Regions from separate parts of the Ovis aries genome. Here region 2 is linked to region 1. A link is a contact called in public Hi-C data. All regions are on one chromosome and are shown on one strand. The core of a region is the stretch at or near the end of the contact, and the rest is flanking DNA. Distances in the headings are between cores, read along the strand shown. Region 1 has its middle 66 kb from the start of SNX9. Region 2 overlaps SNX9 (sorting nexin 9).

Region 1 (4,343 bases), core at 392-2,891:
CTTTTTTGGCTTTCACTTAATCCCCAAAGACCTTCAAGCCCTTTGATCTGCCTAAAAACAAAAAACATCTGATCTGGCTACCACTGTTTCCATACACAGTATCCAAAATTGTGGTTAACTCCCCAATATCGATTCTACCCCAAAAGAATTGTCCAAACTGCTCATGGTAACCCATTTCCCCAGGCTACTACTGGGTAGTTTAGCAATAGACACGAGATAGACATATGACCCAGCCCTAACCACTGAGATGTAAGGGAAACTGGGGGCTCCAGGGAAAAAACTATTTCACAATATCCAAGGAAACATTCTATTTTCTCTCTTTCCTAGGGGCCTTCCTTGGCACCATATTCCTGAATGTTAGTCATTCCTGGTGGGGAAGAGAGTGCATTTGGGAAAGAAAAACACCAGCTCAGAGTTTGTAGAACTTTCTCTCTGAATGTGTGGAGCACTGGAGACTACAAATAGACAGGCATAATTTTGGAGTTTGCCCTTTTTCATCCAAGATTAAAGGAAGAACGGACCCTTTCCCATTATTCAATTTAACTCACTTAAATAGATAATAATATGACGAATGTCACTGTGATTTAAGCTTGAATGTGAGGAATTCAAAAGTACTTGCTTGAAAAAGTTTGTGCCACATCTTAAAAAAAAAAACAAAAACTTCAGGATGATCTTAATTTTTCATTCCTAGGGAAAAACAAAGCTAAATGCTTTTCATCCTGAAAAAGCCCTTTTCATAACTTCTAGAATCTTGGTTGCAAAGCAGAAATTGAACACCACCCCCAGGAAACCTTTCCAGTAATTGCATCTGTCTATCCCACGCTTTGATCTTCTCAGAGTTTATTGGTAGAGCTGGGATAGAAAGATCAGGTGCTACTGAGAGATAACGCTGGTGAGTTATACTCATGGGATTTTTTTTTTTCCCCTCTGAAGCTAGACTTTGTTTCATGTGTGACCTTTGGGATGAGACATAACATCAGCTGACTGACAAGACAGTGGTCAATAGCCATATCTGATGCCCACATGTCAGTCTATGATATTTTATCAATATCATCCTTATTAGTATCGGTTGACAGGTTTAAATGAGAAAATGTATGCTGCAGGTCTTGTGGCTCAGCTGGTAAAGAATCTGCCTGCAACGTGGGAGACCTGGGTTCAATCCCTGGATCGAGAAGATCCCCTGGAGAAGGGAGCAGCTACCCACTCCAGTATTCCGACCTGGAGAATTCCGTGGACTGTATAGTCCATGGGGTCTCAAAGAATCAGACATGACTGAGAGACTCATTTTCACTTTGTTTTCTTTCACTCTTTCTGTTAACTATAAAGTTGTACATAAATATGATTCCTTGTGTGGTTCATGCAATCTCTGACTTGGTACAATAACTTAATTGTATGGTAGGTTCTTTCAGTTTTCAGTCCTGAGTTATGCTTTTCCCACGTTATCAGTTTCTAGCTCTCTGAACATGGACATCGTTCCTTAAAGACAGGATGCAATCCCCGCAGGTTCTAACAGCGCACAGGTAGGAGATACTCCAGCCAGTGAGGAAATATTTATGGAAACTTGGACCTGATTCCTCCTGGCAATAGAGTCAAATGAATTGAGAAGGTCTGGCTGCAGACAGCAGAGGGCAGTGGCAACGAAGCTGAGCATCTCAGCAACAGAGAACTGGAGCCAATATGCAAATGAGGCCAGGCTCCTAGCCCTAAAGCTTGGGAACAATCAAATCATTCAGGTGGTTTGACAGGATTTCCCTCAGATTTTAGCTATTGTGTGTGCCGGGGGTGGGGGGAGGGTGAGTGTGCAAGTGTGCCACATTACCCCACACAAGATCCACAATCTTCGATCTTTTATACCCAATCACCCCTACACACACACACATATCCACACCGCCATCCCATCCACATCCTAAGAGCCAGCAGTTAGAAATACCTGTAATACCATCTGTGCTTAGTCGGGTCCGACTCTTTGTGACCGTGTGAACTGTAGCCTGCCAGGCTCCTCTGTCCATGGGATTTTTCAGGCAAGAACACTGGAGTGGCTTGCCCTTTCCTCCTCCAGGAGATCTTCCTGACGCAGGGATTGAAACTGCATCTCCTGCGTTGGCAGGCAGATTCTTTATCACTGAGCCACCTGGGAAGCCCCCCAAATACCTATACCATCAGAATTACGCCCCTTCCTAGTGACAATCAGGAAGATTAAGATAGTAATGATCATGTTAACGAAGGGAGTCCAGAAAAGTAATCTGTGAAGCACAACATGGAAACTACTTTAAGTGCCTAAAAATATTCAGTCGTTACCATAGTTACCACTTATGACCTATGTGTGGAGAGCTTGGCCACCACTTCACTCTCTAAGTCACGCACTCATGGTCTAAAGTAGCGACTTTGTGCAGCGTGGTTGCCCCACGACTCTACATGGAGCCCCAGGGTTCACTTGGGGTCCGGTGCCCTTGGCCCCCCTCAGCTGGCCACCACTGACACAATCATTCATTCAACAAGAGTTTATTGACTGCTTTCTGGGGCCCTGCACACTCCTTGTGGTCAGGGATAAAAGACACAGTCTCCTCCTTTACAAGCTCGTTTTCCAAAGAAGCATGATTAACGCCTACTTGTCAGTCGTGTCCAACTCTTTGTGACCCCATGGACTATAGCCAACCAGGCTCCTCCGTCCATGGGATTCTCCAGGCCAGAATACTGGAGTGGGTTGCCGTTTCCTATTCCAGGGGATCTTCCTGACCCAGGGATTGAACCCATGTTTCTTGAGTCTCCTGCTTTGGCAGGCGGATTCTCTACCAACTGCGCCACCTTGCACGGAGACTGATAAGCAGATGAGTGCTGTATAGCATGACACCGCTTGGACAGAGAGACAAGTCACCTAAGGGCAGCCTGAGAGGGCCAGCAGCCACCTCCAGGAGTTCATGACAGGGACAGCCCTATGGCACAGCCACAGTGGCAAACTTGCATCAGCACGAGATTTTTTGGTTTGTTTTAAAGATGTTTTCACGTGGACCATTTTAAAAGCCTTCATTGAATTTGTTACAACGTTGCTTGTAGTTTATGTTTGGATTTTCGGCCCTGAAGCGTGTGGGGTGTTAGTTCCCCAACCAGAGGATCAGACCTGCAACCCCTCCATTGGAAGGCGAGGTCTTAACCCCTGGACCACCAGGGAAGCCTCCGCAGCAGGACAAGTTTTGAAGGATGAGTGGGAGGAGCAGACAGGCAAAGAAGGGAATGGGGATGGGGTAGTGCGGGCCAGCAAAGGGATTCTAGACAGAAGGAATCGCCTGAGAGTAGTCCCAAGGGGAATGAGGACAAGCAGACCAAGAGGCGGACAGGGCCCGGATCACATAGAAGGTCTTTCCATGAAGCCAAGGAGCAATGTTTCATTCTGCAGACTAAGAGGGAGTCGGGGAGGATGTTATACTGGGCAATCGATGGCTGTATCATAAATGTGGTTTCAGAATGTGGCTGTATCATAAATGTGGTTTCAGAAATATTGTCAGACCAGCATTGTAGAGAATGGATTCCAATGCAGCGAGTCTCTGGATGGAAAGAGTGGAGGGCCTCCTGCATAATCCAGGAGGAAAATGATAAAGACCTGAGAAGACAGCCATGGGGGGGGTGGAAGAGGAAGATAGGTTCCAGGCTTGTTTAGGAAGTAGAGGGGGACAAGTTTACTGACCAAATGATTATAAATAAGTCATGCGGGAGAGGCAGGGCTCAAAGATGACTCCAGGGTTCTGGCCTAGGTCACTGGGTGGAGGTGATGCCATTTCCTGTGAGTCAGTTCCATGAGGACTGTGGCTTAATTAGCACGTGGCATGGTGACTAGGATGTTGTAGGTGTTCAGGACATATTTATGGAACGAACGATGGCATGAATGCCTGGGTGAGGAATATAAAGGAAGAACAAGAGGTTGGGGGTGGGATTGGAATGATGGTACATGTTGAGTGTGAGATGCTTATGAAATGGTCAGATAAAGATGTACTGAAGACAGTCACACCTGTAGGTCTGGAGGTCAAAGCAGAGATCTGAGCCAAAGGTGGCTTCCCTGGTGGCTCAGATGGTAAAGAGTCTGCCTGCAATGTGGGAGACCTGGATTTGATCCCTGGGTCAGGAAGATCCCCTGGAGAAGGAAATGGCAACCCACTCCAGTATTCTCGCCTGGGCAATCCCATGGACAGAGGAGTCTGACAGGCTCTATAGTCCATGGGGTCACCAAAGGTATGGATGTGGGAAACATTCACGTTCAAAAGAAGGAGATGGAAGACCAAAGAAACCATGGTCAGATCCTGGGGCGCATCCACAGTTAAAGGGCCAGCAGAGGAACAGGAGCCCTCAGA
Region 2 (4,770 bases), core at 24-2,523, 110 kb after region 1:
CTCCTGACCTGGGGTCACCCATGGGCCTGCATCGCCCAGCAGGGCACGAGGGCAGAGCAGGCCATCATGACCTCCTCTGTCTGGCATTTCTCCTGCTGGGGGTCGGCTGGCTTTGGGTCGGCCAACAGGGAGACGGAGCCTTGTCTCTGTCATCATCTGGCAACCCAAATATCCAGCTCTTTTGGGGGAAAAAAACCAGTGAGCTGAAGTGTGCAGAGCCTCTCGAGGCCAGCTCTGTATTCACCCTGTGTTATCTCCACCTCAGTCTGTTGGCTGAAGAGGTCACAAAGGATAGCGCAGGTTCTGGAAATGAGGGTGCATTCTGTCCCTTGACAGTCGGAGCTGCAAACCATTTGTGTAGTCTACCACAGACCAGTCAACAGAAGGAAATTACAAAATCTTGGCATTCTGTTTCTCTCTCTCTGATCAATTATTGTTGAAGTTTGATTTTTCTCATTTTTAAATTATATCCTTTTCTGGCATAAAGAGAAAGCTTAAGAATTTGACATTTTTAACAGCGTTAGCCCCATGGGAATGAAAAGGTTAATGGGTTAATGTTAATAACCTTTTTTATGGATAACAATTCCCAGAGCCAAGTTTCTGCAGGAAATTCCAACTATACTCTTTTTTTTCTTTTTAACCTTTTTGAGGATGTTGGTGGAGGATGGCTGGAAGGAAGAAACAGCAAAGGAGAAAGAGGGCTTGTTCCAACAGACTATGTTGAGGTAAGAATTTATTCTTGTTTATTAATTAAACCTGGTCTTTGTCATATGCGTTTTTACGAATTATCAACTTAAATAACAAGAATGAAAGATAACTTTATGTTTAATGAAAAAATTCCATTGTAAAAATAATACTTGCTGATTATATAAAATGTAGAAAATTCACTGAAGTAGAACCAAGAAGAAATATTACCTACAGACTTACACGCCAAAGAGTGACTCCAAATGCTTAGCTGAAGTTCCTTCCAAGGATAGCAACTTTTAGTTGTTCAGAATAAAAGTCTCTGTTTTCCGTTGCTGACACTGTCGTAGCTGCTGCCTACCATACTGTGTACTGTAGAGTGGACTCACAGAGTTTAGGCAGCAGACTCTAAGGTCACTGTCTCCTCCCTGTGCTAATCTAGGGCCTCTCCGTCAGTTCCTTCTCCCATTCTCCAAGGCCCAGGGTCTGGAGTGAGCTGTTGCGGGGTGTAAGCTCTGTTGTGATAAATGCTGAGGATGCTGTGGGGACACACCCCACCCAGCTGACCAAGGCTCTCTGAGTCAGCCTCGCGGCGCCCCCTGCTGGCTGTCCGTAGGTCACGCAGAACGGAGCCCTGGGTCCATGGTGAGCCTGCTTCTCTCATCCCGGGTGACAGCAAGAAACTGAGGCTGCCTGGTAGCCTGTGAATAAAACTGGAGTGTAGCTCAGGAGCAGAGTTGCCTTGGGTTTCCGTCCAGTAGAGAGAGCACGTGCCCTGGGAGGGTGTGTGCTGGGCGCTGCCTGCAAAATGGGAAGGCTGGCTGTTTTCCTGACTGAGTTCAGTGGGGAATTTTGAGCGCTCTGGAGAATACTGATGATATTGCTGAAATGTTGGGTTGGCCAGAAAGTTTGTTTGGGTTTTTCTAGAACATCTTTTCTGGAAAAACCTGAATGAACTCTTTGGCCAGCCCGACATGTGCACGGGCAGGCACCCCACCTTTCCAGACCCTATCAGAGGATTCACAGATCCCGAACCCACGCATCTCATGTTATGTTCGACCTCTGTACACTGTGCATTTAGGATCCTAAAAACTGACAAGAATGAGAAAAATGTGATAAGCTGATCCTGGTATTAGTTGTGTTTTTCTAAAGAATTCCGCACACTTGCAGAAAGGAATCGTTAGGGCAGTTGTTCTTGAGCTCATACCTTTTAAGAATAGAAACCTTTTGATAGTTCTTACTTGCCATCAGGGGTTCTACCTCAGAAATAACTCTATAGTCTATGAAAGTAAGTAACTGTGGTCCTTCCTTATGTTCAGATTTTGCCGAGTGATGGAAAAGATCAGTTTGCGTGTGGAAATTCAGTGGCTGACCAAGCCTTCCTCGACTCCCTGTCAGCAAGTGCAGCCCACGCCGATGCATCGGCCACCAAGAGCAGCAACCAGGTAAGCCGTACTCTGGCTCGACAGAGCAAAGCACGCGTGCGAGAGCTGGTGACGTGCCGGGCCCTTGCCATTCCCTGAGAGCACGGACAAAATAGCTGTTAGGTGTGTGTGTGGCGTTCTTTTGCTGGGTTCTAACAAAGACCTTGCCTCTTAAGCCTGCTGCAGACTATTTTTATAGCACTGATTATTAGTGAGAAGGCAGGGTGTTCATTGAGAGTTGCTAGTAAAAGTCTGGCATGTTGAACACAGACCCGATAAACTGGGAATATCCTTGCAAGCGAGGGCGAGGAAGGAAAAGGGTCCTCTGGGGTCAGTGTCAGAACTCTGGCTGGAACAGGACACGACTCTGTGGCCGTGGCCCGTGACTTGCGCGTCCGGCGTGAGCCCCCCCTCTTGCAGGTGCAGCGCACGGGAAGGCAGCTGCAGAGCCAGTAGTTGGTACTGTTACTGTACTGCTTCTAGAAAACTTGGAAAAGCGGGATAATTTGAGAAAAATGTACTGAAACTTTAATATTAATTTTAATGAATTTGACCAATTTAGGTGACTACCTGACTCAGTTCAGTTCAGTCACTCAGTCATGTCTGAATGACTCTTTGTGATCCCATGGACTGCAGCACGCCAGGCTTCCCTGTCCATCACCAACTCCTGGAGCTTACTCAAACTCGTGTCCATTGAGTTGGTACTGTCATCCAACCATCTCATCCTCTGTCGTCCCCTTCTCCTCCTGCCTTCAATCTTTCCCAGTATCAAGGCCTTTTCTAATGAATCAGTTCTTCACATCAAGTAGCCAAAGTATTGGAGCTTGGACAGCAAGGAGATCAAACCAGTCAATCCTAAAGGAAATCAACCCTGAATATTTTTTCAAAGGGCTGATACTGAAGCCGAAGCTCCAGTACTTTGGCCTGGTTCAGTTATTGCTAAATGATTATCCAGAGCCAGCGTCAACAAGAAAATTGAGAAGACGGATCTGAAAATGTTACTACTTCCTACCTCTTTAGAAATGAATGGGCTTTAGGAGATATCTCTTGATATTTTTAACTACATAAAAGGCTTTAAATAATGTAAAGGCTAATAATCATCTCACAGTTATCTGCTTATAGGATATTTATATCTTAACCTTTTAAGAGAGTTTTTCAAAGTACTGTTACTAAATGTTAATTGCAGATTTTATACATTTTAAAATAGCTTTTGTGGACATCCTGAATTACAAATTAGTCTGGCTCAGATATTTAAAATTTGGAGGTGAAGTTATCACCATAGTTGAGCATTCTCTTATATTTTGTTAATATATAATACCTGAGAATGTTGGCGAGTTAAAGTTTACTCAAGATAAAATGTGAAGAAATAGTAGTTAAATCTTGTTGTTTAGTCGCTAAATTGTATCCGACCCTTTTGTGACCCCATAGACTGCAGGCTTCTCTGTCCATGGAATCTCCAGGCTAGAGTACTGGAGTGGGTTGCCATTTCCTCCTCCAGGGGATCGTCCCAACCCAGGGATCGAATTCACATCTCCTGCGTCTCCTACATTGGCAGGCGGGTTCTTTATCACTGAGACACCAGGGAAGCCCAGTTAAACGTTACTTGACATTTTACCAGGGATTCTTAGCCTGGGTGCCGTTAACGTTTGGGGCCTGACGCTTCCTCGTTGTGATAACCAGCAGCGTCTCTGGCCTGCCGCACCACCTTCACAGCAGTCACCAAAACTGTCTCCAAATGTTGCCAGATGGGCAAAGTCAGCCCAGCTGAGATTCACTGATTATACAAAAACACCGGTGAAACCGCATTAGTAAGTAAAGGACAGCATTTCAATAACGGGGAATTATATTGAGATCATCATAAAATAAGTGAAGGAAACAAAACATAGAGCTGTTTATCATATTTTAATTCAGGGACCTATTTCAACCATTAGCTCAGGGTCGGCTGAAGCAGTTTAACTTATAAACACAAATTTAAAATCAGTCTCAAACTTTGTTATATTATGAAGAAGATTTCTCACTACGTAAATGTAATATAAACTGGTCAGCGTAAGTATAATTTTTTTCTTCCAGGTTGGTTGAAAGAAAATATAATCAACTTAATGATGGTTGGGTTTTACTAGTCCAATCTGACATTAAATCTAATCAGATCCTTTGAAAGCAAAGACAAACTGAAACCAGGAGTAACAAAATACAGAATACATGACTGTAATTAATTAATCTGAGCATTTGAATTTACTTAAATAGGGTAAAAATACTTTTAACAGCCATCTATGGTCTCAGTTGTCTGGGATGTACGGACAATCTAAACGGGCCAAGACTGTGGTATGCTTTACAAATGCTGTTGTTAATTGGTAGCTTTGGAGAACGTTGCTGTCAGGTTTTTCCATTATTTCATTTTCTGAATGTTGGTTAGAAAATACTATTTTTGTTCCAGGGATATGCCTCTTGGGCTTTTCTAGTGATTCTGGCGTTGCCTTCTCCCCCTGAGAAGAGTTTGTTTGGAAGCAAGTGTGTCAGAGGAGGGCGTCCCTGTGGCTCAGCTGGTAAAGGATCTGCCTGCTGTGCGTCAGAAGGAGCCAACCCTCTCCTCTGCCCGTGGGTCAGGCAGGCCCCCCCCCCCCCCCCCGCTTTCCCCTCCCCCCCACCCTCAGCTCAGCACACC

What was found. Hi-C and Micro-C count contacts between places; a contact is called where the count stands out from the background.
Region 2: a Hi-C map of hypothalamus shows a contact between it and region 1, with 9 times the contacts expected there. The contact joins two enhancer-like sites. A contact is called at or near these places in 9 of 16 Hi-C or Micro-C datasets (blood, hypothalamus, liver and 5 more).

What each region holds. Positions count from the first base shown.
Region 1 is chr8:82,101,435-82,105,777 of ARS-UI_Ramb_v3.0, forward strand. No RefSeq gene overlaps it. Among named protein-coding and RNA genes, the nearest start is that of SNX9, 66 kb to the right of the region's middle. Within about 2 kb of position 1,642, at least 11 of the 54 cell types and tissues checked have an H3K27ac peak or open chromatin away from gene starts, as enhancers often do. A contact at or near this core is called in hypothalamus, where this site is marked.
Region 2 is chr8:82,211,053-82,215,822 of ARS-UI_Ramb_v3.0, forward strand. SNX9 (sorting nexin 9) reads left to right here. Exons shown (of 22, transcript XR_009601538.1): 3 at 651-725; 4 at 2,004-2,129. Among named protein-coding and RNA genes, the nearest start is that of SNX9, 44 kb to the left of the region's middle. Within about 2 kb of position 1,274, at least 12 of the 54 cell types and tissues checked have an H3K27ac peak or open chromatin away from gene starts, as enhancers often do. A contact at or near this core is called in hypothalamus, where this site is marked.